Regions from separate parts of the Gossypium hirsutum genome. Here region 1 is linked to region 2. A link is a contact called in public Hi-C data. All regions are on one chromosome and are shown on one strand. Each heading gives the region's core, a stretch centred on a gene start, on an enhancer-like site or on the middle of the called end of the contact. The rest is flanking DNA. Distances are from core to core; before and after follow the strand shown.

Region 1 (6,604 bases), core at 3,866-6,365, 120 kb before region 2:
TTTCAAATTCACTTATCCAAATAAAATAATTGAAAAGAAACTTAACTATACCATTTGCAATATCATATTCTTTTTTATATAATATCTAAAACTACTCATTATCTTTCTCTAACTTTTAAATTAGAGGATAATTCACTTCAACGCATTCGAACTCACGTCGTCCTACACTCAATTAGCATTTCCTTTTTAGTTTTATAAATGCTTTAAACGCCAAGTGTCTAATTATATTGTTAGTCCAACTTTTAAGTTGTTAAAACAGATCATAAATATGTATACAACTATTTAATATTGTTAATTAAGCCTCTCCTTAATCGTAAGGATGAGGTTTTAAGAACTCTATGATCAAATGTTCGAGTTTTATTATGTGTAAATTATATATGGACTTTTAGCCTAATGTTGCTTTAATTTAAATTACATCATATATTAATATTGTCTGGATTTATTCTCGTATAAATTTAGATATATTTCGATTATCAACTTGATTCTGCTTTATACTATTAACACTAATTGTAGTTATTGGAATATATGACTATAATTTTAATTATGTTTGTACATATAATCCTTTAAAAAATTAATATCTCGAAAATATTTTTTCTTTTAAAACAATAGTCAATTAAATTAATTAAGAATATGTATAGGAAGATATTTTCTTTTATCATTACAATATTGTAGAGGGGCAAGTGTAACACCCCAAACCCAACCTAGACGTTACGGCCGAATCTGACGGCGTCACATGAAAGTGTTTTTAGAAAATCTTAGCAAGTTAAAAATCGTTCAGCTCATTATCGTTACTTAAGTCGTGAAATCTCTAAACCGATTATTAGGTGAACACATTTCATTATTGTGGAAGCTAAAATATCATTAACTCATTAATCAATAGCTTAATAGCTTAAAATCCCGAAATAAAATTAAAAATAGTTCAAGTTCAAAAACATTTTAATCCTAGAAATTAATATTTAAAATAAAGCAGACAAATAGAATGTTACTCAAAAATCCATAAATGTCCAACAGTGGTCACCATCGAGCTCTCCGTTGCGCTGATCCATCTACTGCTAAGGATTACCTGACAGGAAAATAAACAAAAGGGTGAGTTTTCGCAAACTCAGTGTGTACATCCCCACAAATAACATGCATACAGAAAGATAACAGAATATAGATAGTTCGGCCTTAGCCATACAGGTATCCCATGCATAACAAATCAAATATCAGAAAACATGTCCACTGATAAACCGTAATTTATACATATTTTCCCCCATGTTTAACGCATTTTATAGATGATTTTCCATTAGAATTGGTGAATTCGATGCTCCTAATGCTTTAATTTCATGTATTACACTTAGGAGAGCATAGGAGAGCGAAAGGAACGAGAAACGGGCCAAAAGCGGAGAAAATGGGCCAAAGTACGAAATCAACACGGCCTGGACCTCCTCACACGGGCAGACCACACGGTCGTGTCAATCTGACAGAATTGGAGCACGATTCACACGGGCATAGCACACGCCCGTGCCATTCTAACAGGCTCGAACACGGCTTGAAGTAACCGCACTTGGGCGTGTCACACGGGCGTGTCCCTGCCGAGCCCAAGTTAAGTCCAATTCGGAAAAGGCCACTTTTGAGGGCTTCTAGGCATTCCAAAGCCTATAAGTACACCCTAGAAGAGGAGAAAAAGGGGAGACAGAGAATAGAAGGTAAGGAATTACCTTAAGGAAGCCGATTGATCCATCTCAGAAGTAGGATTCATCATTAAGACTGAAGATCTCTCTTCAATTTCCCTTCAGGAGTTTTGGGTTTTCTTTATGTTTTGTATTCTTTCTTCTTCTGAAATATTTTCTTATTTAGTTATGAACTAAATCCCCTAAATACCTAAGGGGAATGAAACCTAAGACGAATTTTGTTATTATTTTCTGAATCGTATGATAAATATTTAACTTGTTCTTAATTATGTGTTTTTAATTCTTGTTTTGATATCCCAGGATACTGATTCAAGACATGCTCTTATTCAGAGGAGGAATAGACCCTGTCTAAGAGTACTTTTGTCATAATTAAGCGGAGTTGTTTGCGCGCCTAGAAATAGGGTGACAAGATTTTGCCGGATTAGGGTGAAACCTAATAAGGGGATCCATAGATCGAGTTAATGCAACCCTAGAGTGTTAATTAGAGAAAAGTCTCGGTTATTCAATCTAGGGATTAGACGTTATTAGTCTTGAATAGGGATAATAACATAACTTATGGATCTCTACGGAACAAGTTGAATGAATAAATAGTCCGATTCGGAGCCAGAATAACAAGTAAAGTCTAGGTGGATTTTTCCTTAGGTATTGTCTCAAGTCAATCGATTTTCCCAAAAACAATTCCCCAATTCTTTTCTCTGTGCGTTCTTAGTTTAGATAATTTAGTTAACCCCATTATTCTTAGGCTAGATAATAAAAAGACAGTCATTACTAATACTTTTAGTTCATTTGGGTTCGATAATCCAGTCTTGCTAAAACTATACTACTGTTCGATAGGTACACTTGCCTACATCGCGATAATAGTTAGTCTAGGTTTGATCTTCATTATAAATATTTATTACTTGTTACGAATCACGCGATCACCCACCAACCCTGCATACCATCTCTGACCAACCCAACACACCATGTGGGGATAGAATCGAACCACCTAACCCTACACACCAAGTATGGGGATATAATAGTACATAATAAATATATGCAGCGTAGCTGCCAGATAACAGGCTAATCGCCTCTCAAACTTCCTTCTCTTCACAAAAATCCCAACCCAATGCAATGCAACATACATATCATGACATGCTTATATGCAGATATCAGATCTTATCAAAATCATGGCAGAACAGATATACGAAATCAGACAGATACACATGCTTGTAATACCATGCTTTTGCATACAATTCAGTAATCAATTAGAGTATGGGGTTTAAGTAATGCTTACCGCCCCTACAGTCAGGTTACGGTCGACTTAGACGACCCGTGCAACCTTACAGAACATTTCAAACAAATTGGGCTCACACGCCCGTGTGGGCTCACGGCCTAACTTGGCTTTGCCCGTGTGGATCACACGGCTTGGCGCAGATTCCCACACGCCAGTAAGGTTTACCTGTGTGGCCCACACGGTCCATTTGCCTGAGCCCGTGCCTCGTACATGGCCTACAAGCCATCACACACCCGTGTCCGTATTGCCCGTGTAGCACGCGCACGGTTTGGCTCGCCGAACACACGGCCGTGTATCGCCACACGCCCGTGTGGCGTCGACAGTAGAAGTTTTGACTTTCGCTGAAACGCAATTTCGAATAAATTGAAGTACACACCTGGTTCGTTTTCGCTGCTAATCCAACCGTGAGCACTCCAAAACCTAACATTGACAATATCGAGCCCAAAATCAGTCACTTAAATCAACATCCTTAAGTATTACCAAATCCTAAAAGAGAGATCTACTTACCTTCAATGAAGAACAGTGTTTCCTTGCTGTTTAGAACTCGATTACTGATCTACAGAGCCTTGAATATCCCCTAAACAGCAAACAAAAATCCTTTTAAACGATTGCCAAAGAAAATCACGTAACTTGATAAAGTGATACTTACCAAATTGATAGGACCGCTAGCAATACTCCTAAACTTATCGAAAAAGAAGAAAAACGAAGGGAAGAAAGAAAAATAGAAGGGAATTTTCGGCAGCAAAGGGGTTTTGGGAAAAAGAAAACGGCAGAGAGCAAGAGCTTTTGTTAAAAAGAAATGAAGAATCCCTAAACCCCAATTCAGATTTCTGATAAAGCCCAACTATTAGCCAAAACTTGCAGCAAAAATAATCCCATCGCTATTGTAGGGAATCGAACTCCAGACCCTAAGCGTGATCCCTTGCCATCTAACCACTAGACTAGTAAGCCCATTCTGTTAGGTTTTTACCAACAATCCCTTATAAGCCCACTGACTTAAAGTCAGGCTTTATTCAAATAAAAAAAAACCCAAAATTTAGCCCAAGTTAAAGCTTGAACTTAAGACCTCCCAAACACACCCCAGAGCACATAACCACTTAAACCAACATGTTTAAAGCCAAAAATAACACAGACCCAGTTGTTCAGTTATTTCCATGCTCAACAATTACAAAAGCCGAAATTAAAGAAATTTGGGGCATTACAGCAAGGGGTGACAATATTTATATATGTATCATCTAGATGTTAGATGAAAGTTTTAACCGTTGTTTTAAGCAAATTTTGAGAAGATTAAATTTTACTATTAGTCTTTATACATTTCAAAATTTATGGATTTAGTCCTTGTATTTTAATTTGATCATTTTTAGTACATGTACTTTTCAAAATGATTGATTGTAGCCCTTGTACTTTTTAAAATTTTGAAATTTAAAATTTTAGTCTTGACTCAAATAGAAGCAGTTAATTTTGTTTGGTCAAATTCAATTACTAATCTTTTAGTATGTGTACAATTGTAGGTTTGGTCCATTTTCTCCAATTTGATCATTCTAAGTCCATATGCTTATTGAATTTGAAATTTTTAGTCTTAACACAAATGTCAGTTGTTAATCCATTAACTAAATTTGTAGTGAGTAATATGTAGAAATAATAAGCTGACATAGCATTACATACAATAATATGTTTGGCGCATCAAGTTTTAGAAACAGAAGAACTTAACTTAATAAATTTAACAATTATCATTTGATGAAGATTAAAATTTTAAAATTCAAAAATTACATGAACTAACATTGATAAAATTAAAGTATAGGGACTAAATTCATAACTTCCATAAATTATAGGGACTAATAGAAAATTTGAACGTTTTGAGAATGGGAGGAATTGTTTATATTGGAGAAAATAGCATGAGATATTTTATTCTCACGTAAACAAAACATGGCTTAAAATTAACTAATATGTTTGTATATCGTTTGGCTTCAACCTTTAAAAATAATAAATAAAATACAAACCGACCGACCACGCAATCCAAGTATCATAAATGTTAGGAAATCAAAATGGGGCCGCATTACAAACATTTTTGAGTGAAGACAAGAAAGGTAACAGTGACTTCTAAATGCACCGTCATTCCATGCATCCACATAATACGTCCAATTTTATAGCTTGTCCACTTCACACGTGTTCATTCATCTCACCCGCCTGTCAGAGAGTGCCCTTACCTCGTTTTTGGACGGACCTTATGCATCCACCAATCCATCCCCGGCCCTTTTAAGTCAAACCACTTTCTTTCACTATTATTTTCTAACAACAATTTTATTCAAACTTTTTCAAATTATTAATTTTGAATATAAATTTATATTTAAAAATAATATATAATAATACATAAACATGTATAAATCAAAATAGAAATATATATTAAATTATAAGTAAAATAAAATTCAAACACTTATATATCATATTAATAATATTAAATTAATATAATTATTTAAATAAATATGTGATAAAATTATATATTGAATTCTCAATTTATAATTTAATTTCTCCTCTAAAAGAATTTTTGGATTCATCTGTGCATATTAAGACATATCAATAATAAATTAATTAATAATTTTAAAAGGATTAAAAAGAAATATATAAACTGAATCAAATCTAAAATGTATTATTGATTTTTTTAATAAAATTATTTATTGTGCAAATCACTAAATAAATCTCATAATGTGTATATTTTTAACATATATGTTACTAATCTAGTGCATATTTATATATATTAAACTTGGTTAGACATGCAAATGCATGTAATCAAATTCTTTTGTTTTTGGGTACCATTACAAGCTTACAAACAGGGGAGGAGATGTAATAGCATAGAATTATATCTTAGATCTTGAGGGAAAAATATTTATTAAAGAGGGAAAAAAAGGTTTTTTTTAGGAAAAATGAGTGATTAATTATGAGAAGTGGGAGATATCAAGTTTTATTCTATTAATTAGATGTTGGTTTATTTTAAGATAGTCTGGGTTAGAATTCGAATTCTTATATAAAAGAAATTGTGAAAAATGGATAATTTTTTAATTAAATGAGTAAAATCCTCAAAAAGATTTATTTTTGTATTTATGCATGTATTATCCAATTGAGTGAAAATAATTTATTGTTAGTATAGATAATGAGGTTTTGTTGAAGCAGAAGGTTTGAGATTTTATTGAAGTTGAAACCATTTGCATTTTGTACCTCCTTTTTGCTTTTGTTTTCAAAAAGTTGATTTTGCAATATACTATTTTCAAATTACATTTACATCCAATTTGCATGCTTGTTTTATTGTTTATGTGGAAATAAATTTATATAATAAAAAAAAACTAAATGAAGAAATGGTAAAAGTTTGAAATCAAATCCCATCAGTAAATTTTAACATGATTTGAAATGAAAATAATATCCCACAATAATTTTTATTATTACATAAAAATAATCAATTGAAACTCTAGATAATAGATGAAGTTGTTTTCAAAATATATTATTTTATTCAATCCTTTAGTGCAATGGAATTGAGTTAATTTTTGTAGAATTGCATTAAATTACCAAAAATATTTGCTAGAAATTAAATTAAGCAAGCTTATCTTAGAAATAACATAGGATACTCTTTGAAAGAATTCCATAATAAATTTGTTCCCTCAAGTGC
Region 2 (7,330 bases), core at 599-3,098:
TGCATACAAGGCATTCTCAAACAACAAAGATCATACCAGTCATAACATTCAAAGAACACCCATGTATGGAGTAAAGAAACTCACCTGATGCATCTTTGCCTTATCAGCTTAGCTTTTCTGAACATCAAAGCTTCTATTCTCTAGCTCACTAGATTCTCCATTTTTCAGACACAAACCCCGTGATCATCGCTCCATGTAGAGCTTCCTATAATTATCTCTTCTTCGAAGCAACAAAGAAGAATATGAAGAAGAGAAGAAAATTAAACAAAATTGAGAAGAATTCACCTAGGAATTCATTTCTCAGCTATTTATAGCACTTTATGTACGGTTACCAACCCTATAAAAATCATCCATTGGTAATCATTTTGTCTCCCACTATCAAACTAGTTGGTTCTCATCCAATGGAACTAGAATTGAAACTTAACTATGTCCAAATTAGCCGCTAAATTTTCCTATTTTTCAATAGAAACCACCAACTTATGGTTTCTTTCAATTTGACCCCTAATTATTCCTAATTTTTTGGCTTAAGGAAAATTAGGTGTGACAATGAGGATCATTAAAAGCAACTTGAGTTGCTTGAAAAAGAAAAAGCTTTATCTAACAAAGTTTCTCCAAAAATATTTGAAAAGGGAAAAAATTCAAAGGCAAACTTTGTTAAAGTACTACTATAAACAAGGACATCCTTTCTAAATGAATACCTAAGGGGACCAAAATTATAAGAACTAATGCTGGACCCAAAAGAATTAGGGTTTCACCAAGCAACCGTTGTCGACCCGATTTGCATTTCATCTTTTGTACACCACACAACAACTCCTTCCTGCTGGAAACCTTATTGTCGCCAACTCTGCTATAGGTTAATGTAACGAGTTCAGCATCTTTGGTGGAGAAAATGAGTAAATTGGGTATATTGAAAAGCCCTTGTGCTTTTCACTATGACTATGATCTTAGACTTCTGCATGGATTTTATAAAGCATCCTCCTTTGATAAGGTGAAACTTGTTGCCGTGCCCGTATAACCACTGCCAACTAGGGCCCCCAACTACATTCTATCCTTTGACAGTACAACATTTGTAAACTTGAAGCCCTAGTTACACTACAACTCATGACCATATAATCACCGTCAACTAGGACCTCGAGTTGCAATGCGATCTCGACTTCTCAAGTGGTGGGACCATATAAAGTATCTTGTTTTACAAATCAAAGAGTAATTATAAAAGAATTATATTAGAAATAAATAATATAAAGTATTCAATAAGGATATCATTGTATTTGTAAAAAATTATAAATAATTTTTAATAAAATGAAAATTTAAAAACATACATTAGAATCAAATGAAAATGATTTTTGAAATTGAAGTTTTTATCTTATAATGTGATTATCCGTATTAAACAAAATAAAATAAAATAATGAGAAATTTTAAAAAATTACCGCTTATTTACATAAAATTTTAGAACTTATATTTATACAAATTTTTAGAACACACTCTTATTTTACTTTGAAATAATTTTAGTCTTATTTAAAATTTAATCAATGTTGAATTTATTTGTTTTATATTTTTTTAGTTTAACTAAAATAGATTTATGGCACTCAATTTTTTTCAATTAGATTAATAAAATTCAATAATAATAATAATAACAAAATCACAAAAATCCTTACTCAAAGACTGTTAAAGCCAGATTTATGATTTATGAGGCGGAGCAATGTCAGTCCATAAATATATATCATAATTGATTTTACTTTTGAGTATGCTTGGTCACTAGTTTGTTTTGTCTCGAGCGAGTTACACAAAATCTCACTCTCAACCTCAGCGCGTAACACACACGCACTTCACTAACTCTTAATCCAACTGGAATCTATTTACAAATTTACAAGTGGGTTTCCCGGCGATTTTCTAAGTCCTTGGCTCTGGTTTTTTCTTTTAAGTATTCTCTCCAAAACCAACGACCCTAAGATTCTCTCTTTCTAAAACTCCTTCAAATTTGGCTACCAAGAAAAACAATGGAAGTAATTGAAAGTCAAGCAGCTGTTTCGAATTTCGATCTCCAGTCAAAGTCTCCGTTTTATAACATTTCCTCCACCGACATTACGAACGCCGGCTTACTTGGGGAATCCGAATTTGTATCTGTGGATAGTCCGAACCAAGCTAGCGAATCGGATTTCCCGACGGTGGTTAATGGTGGTGGTTTGAAAATGCTGCTGGAGCCGTTATCCGACGGCCGAGATTCTCCGGGTTCGAATCAGACGCGCAGTGGCGGTTCTTCTCATTCCAACGCCGCCGTTAAGGTCCAGAAGGTGTATAGGAGTTACCGGACACGGCGTAGGTTAGCAGACACCGCTGTTGTCGCTGAAGAACTCTGGTAGTTTCTTTCATAAAATCTTTGTCTGTCTTCAAAATATATATTATTTAATACTAATAGTAAATATTTTTATTATTTTCAGGTGGCTGGCTTTAAATTATGCAAGGCTTAATCACAGCACAATTTCCCTTTTTAATTATTTGAAACCAGAAACTGCTGCTTCAAGGTGGAATCGCGTTGGCTTAAATGCTTCTAAGGCATTTTCTTCTTCTTCTTCTTCTTTTTATTTTTTTTTTCTTTTACCTCCCAGTTTCCATGTTCTGTCTTTTTTTTTTAGTTAATTTTCATAAATAATTAAGTTGGGAATTTTGTCAGGTCGGGGAAGGGTTGTCCATAGACGCCAAAGCACAAAAATTGGCTTTTCAACATTGGATTGAAGCTGTAATTTACTCTTCTGTATCTTTTTATTAAACAAAATATATTGGATAATTTTGAATCTAACACTTTTTTTCAACTGTAGATTGATCCACGACACCGTTATGGCCATAACTTACATATTTACTACGATGAATGGTGCAAAACTGATGCTGGTCAACCATTTTTCTACTGGTAAACCCCAAACATTTTTCTCATTCTATTAATATTGGTAGGAAGACCAAATTAAAGTAGATGGACTAAATCTTCAAATTGAGCATAGTACTAGGACAAAAATAATGATTTCACCTTTTTTCTTTCTTTCTTATTTTGTTTCCTACAGGTTAGATATAGGTGATGGCAAAGATGTCGATCTCGAAGAATGTTCAAGATCAAAGCTTCGAAAACAATGCATCAAGTATCTCGGACCTGTATGTATGCAAACTCATATGTTAGATTCAATCTCTTTTTCCAAATAAGATTGAATGAAATTGTTAATTCCCTGTTGTTGTAAACAGCAAGAAAGGGAACATTATGAGTACATTGTTGTTGAAGGAAAGATTATCCATAAACAAACTAGAAATGTCCTTGATACATTCCAAGGCTCGAAAGAAGTTAAATGGATATTTGTTATGAGCACCTCGAAGAAATTGTATGCCGGCGAGGTAAACCATCTGGCTTGAACCGCAACTTTTAGATTAAATACTTACTAGATGTATGAAAACCCAAAAATGTCTTTAATGTCTTTTCGGTACCTTGCAGAAGAAGAAAAGAATGTTCCATCATTCTAGCTTCTTAGCTGGTGGAGCAACGCTAGCTGCTGGTAGATTGGTGGTGGAGAAAGGGATACTAAAGGTATAAGTTTGTAACAATTTAGGATTTAGTAGTGTACTCAGATTTTGTTACGGGCTGCCAATATTGATAGTTGCATTTGAATGGCCGGATGACTTATACGATGTATGTGAGACATGATTTTGTTTGTTTTTCAGTCCATCTCTGCATATAGCGGACATTACCGGCCAACGGATGATAGTCTCAACAGTTTTCTTTCCTTTCTGAAGGGGAACGGAGTGAACCTTGACAAAGTTGAGGTGACCTTTCAATCTCCTCTTCTGCATTTGTTGGATTTGTCAAATTGCATCAATTAATGTCTGCTTGGTTATTTCATATGCTTGCTGGTTTTGATCCTTGAACGTCAAACCTCTGATTCCACTTTCAGTTGGATCATGCCGCCATTCGTTAGGTATTTCTTGGATATATGATGAATTACATCTATTTTGTGTTCAGATTCGCCGTTCAACCGATGATTCTGATAGCTACGATGATGGAAATTCCAGCAGTAGTGTTAGTACTTTTGGATTTTCAGCAAGCTCAGTGCCGACTGAACCCAAAATCAACAAAGAAGAGAAGAATCTGTCATTAGAATCATATGATACTAAACAACCGGAGACCACAAATACTTACGAAAGGACTTTATCTGGTGGTCTTCAGAGTCCGAGAACTGAGGTGCCTAAAACTGCGATATTGCAAAGGATTAACTCAAAGAAGGCAACGAAATCGTACCAATTGGGACATCAGCTGTCATTCAAATGGTCAACCGGTGCTGGGCCAAGGGTGTCACTCAAATGTTCAACCGGTGCTGGGCCAAGGATTGTGTGTGTCGCTGATTACCCACTAGAACTGAGACAACAAGCGCTAGAGTTTGTCAACTTGTCCCCAAGAACCCCGAACACCCCTTCACCTTACCTAACTCCAAGAACACCGCGTACCCCAACAACCCCATCGGCATACAGGCGTCCCAATAATCTTCCACCGATTGCAACTCGGCCAACACTAAATGACTCAAACACGGATGCAACTCCTGGTATCCAAGCATAACATGATGAAGTTATCGTTACGTTTTGATGCACTAGTGAATGTAAATATGTTTGATGATGCTTTTATATCAGTTCGGCCTCTTTGGAATGGCTTTTAGTATAAATAAAGAAACACTGTTTCCCTATGGAAGATAAATCTTTTCATTGTCCATATATATATACATTACATTTGGGGTAGGATATGATACATGCTCGATTTTACTGCCAATAAAACATCAAAAGGATTAGTACTAAAATTACAAGGTAAATTTTTTTATTATTGTTTTTTTTTCTAATTATCAAGACAACATTTTGATAAATGTTAGCTATTTCAGCAATGTCAACTAAAAAGGATAGTAAAATAAAGAGCTTATATGTCTGCATGTATGATATGTTTATTTAAAAAAAAACATATTTTTGTCCAAATATGTGTTGCTTTTGATCTAAATATGAACAACCATTTGACTATAAAAATTAAAAATTCAATAACATGAATCTGTTCGCTTGATTTAATGAATTAATTTTTAAGATTGAAATAATTCCAACTTGAAGCAATCTAAACTTAAATTTTAAAATCAAAGAAAAAACTTCCAAATGACCCGAATAAGAAGTGATGAATTCTTCTATCACACAAATAACTCGTGCCCTTGAAGTATTAGATTCAATTTTTGGATAAAAATTGAATCAAACTCGCTTTTTGGCAGAATTGGTTTATGATGTGGACTACTTCCTTTTTTACGCTTGGCAGATTTTAATTTTTGTGTTTTCTAACATTTTATTTGCTTCTTAGTCAATTTAACATTAGAACATATATTTTTCAATAATTACAAATGAAAATGTACAACTATCCTAAAAATAATGTCATTTCGTTATTATGCAAAAGTTGTCATTATTCATAATAATCAATTATGTTTCTTGTCACCAAAAGTTATACCACTTAATTAATAACAAGAGTCATAATTATTCAAATAGATACTTATTGAATAATTATGTTCATGGCTAAAGAGATGACTATCCATTTGGATAGTTATGTCCCTGTGAAGAATATTAGACTTCCTATAAATAGGAAAGGAATTTTATTTGTAGGATATACCAAAAAAACACAAAAATAAAGTTCCTTTCTATTTCTTCCACCATCTTTTATATTCCTAAATTGTTTTATAAAGAATTACTGTAGAAATTTTTTATAAAAATTGATTTTTGTTTCGCTCAATATTCAGTGGACTGTTTCCGTCAGTACAAAATGTCAACAGTCATTAAGCTTCATTGTATTCTCGAAGTTTATTTGCTAGTAACTCTTTTGTACACCATAATATAGGTGGAGGCAAATAGAATATTAGAGAATGTAACATTAGTTTCTAAGTTTATTTTTATTCTTAATGCAATTATAATTAAATATCTTGTTTTAAGTGATGATTTTTCATTTCCACACTGTAAACCTAACATTATCGCGTGGTATTGGATGAATACTGGTCAATCTCTTTTAATTTTATATTTAATTTTTAATGTCTTTTTTTAAAAAAAATTATAAATTACTTATGGTTTCAATCGTTTAGGAAGTAGCCAAATTTTGGTATGAATATTTAAAATGCAGATTTCCCTCAATTCTCAAAATAATTACCGTATATGTATGGAAAACAAATGTTGATCCAGGCGCACAATTTCATTATGCACATCCTTCCCAACATCATTTATCTTCTGTGATGTCATCCTTTTGAATGTTACGACTTTATTATTTAAATAGGTCTTTTTATTATTGTTTACTAAATTATCAATTTTCAGAAATATTTCTGTAATTAGGATAATTATAAGATAGAGCAAGTTATGTGGAAAAAATCACTACCAATATTAAACGACAAAAAAGGAAGTTACGTGGAACTAACTAAAAATGGACAAAAAATGTCATCCTTATCTAAAGAAAAAGATGTCATTCTTATCAAGAAATTGTACGGAACTGTAATAGAATTCAAATTGAGCTATGAATCTCTCCTATAAAAGGAGGGGTAGGAACCTAAAGATGTCATTGAAGTTAGATTCAAGTTTTATTCAAGTTACTTCTCAAGTTTTTTTATAAAACTTTAAGTTCTTTATTTCCCTCTTTTGTAAATCTTTCCTTTACTATTAGTTTCCTTCTGTAACCTTTCAACCGTCTGTCCTTCTTGTAATTGGAATATTATTGAACTTTGATTCAAGTTACTTCTCAAGTTTTTTCAGAAACTTTAAGTTCTTTCTTTCCATCTTTTGTAAATATTTCATTTACTATTAATTTCCTTCTGTAATCTTTCAACTATTCCTCCTTCCTGTAATTGGTATTAGAGCTATAGTTAACGATTTCTAGTGAAATAGTATCGTAGTGTTCATTGTAAGTTTTATACTTTATTCTCACTTCTATTTATTTCATGGTTATTTATCTTAAAACTTATATATCTGTTATTTTGTCTTATTGTTGCCTTTTTTTCCTAGTTGAGGAGATTGGCTTTTTAAAGTAAGAGAATTTAGTAGATAACTGACGGTTTTAGGTATGGTAAGTCGTAATTTATACATATTTTTATCCCATGTTTAGCATATTTTTGGATGAATTATCATCAGATTTGTGGAATTCGATGCTCCTAATCCTTTAATTTCATGCTTTATACTTAGGTGAGTATAGGAGAGTAAAAAGAGCTAGAAACGGGCCAAAAACAGAGAAAATGAGTCAATATGGGAAATCAACACAGCCTGGACTTCCTCACACGGGTAGTTCACACGCCCGTGTCTATTTAAC

The links. Hi-C and Micro-C count contacts between places; a contact is called where the count stands out from the background.
Region 1: a contact with region 2 is called in a Hi-C map of leaf, with 2.6 times the contacts expected there. The contact joins the enhancer-like site here to the promoter of LOC107941334 in region 2. A contact is called at or near these places in 8 of 34 Hi-C or Micro-C datasets (callus, hypocotyl, leaf and 1 more).

Annotation. Positions count from the first base shown.
Region 1 is chrA01:56,273,937-56,280,540 of Gossypium_hirsutum_v2.1, reverse strand. No RefSeq gene overlaps it. Among protein-coding and RNA genes, the nearest start is that of LOC107935674, 22 kb to the left of the region's middle. Within about 2 kb of position 5,115, at least 3 of the 9 cell types and tissues checked have an H3K27ac peak or open chromatin away from gene starts, as enhancers often do. A contact at or near this core is called in hypocotyl and leaf, where this site is marked.
Region 2 is chrA01:56,147,727-56,155,056 of Gossypium_hirsutum_v2.1, reverse strand. LOC107941334 (IQ domain-containing protein IQM3) reads left to right here and starts at 1,848. Exons shown (of 8, transcript XM_016874892.2): 1 at 1,848-2,356; 2 at 2,439-2,553; 3 at 2,672-2,737; 4 at 2,817-2,905; 5 at 3,054-3,141; 6 at 3,229-3,375; 7 at 3,473-3,565; 8 at 3,998-4,712. The coding sequence starts at 1,998. The coding sequence ends at 4,588. LOC107935678 (a long non-coding RNA gene) reads left to right here and starts at 6,589. Exons shown (of 3, transcript XR_001694239.2): 1 at 6,589-6,928; 2 at 7,030-7,090; 3 at 7,207-7,330.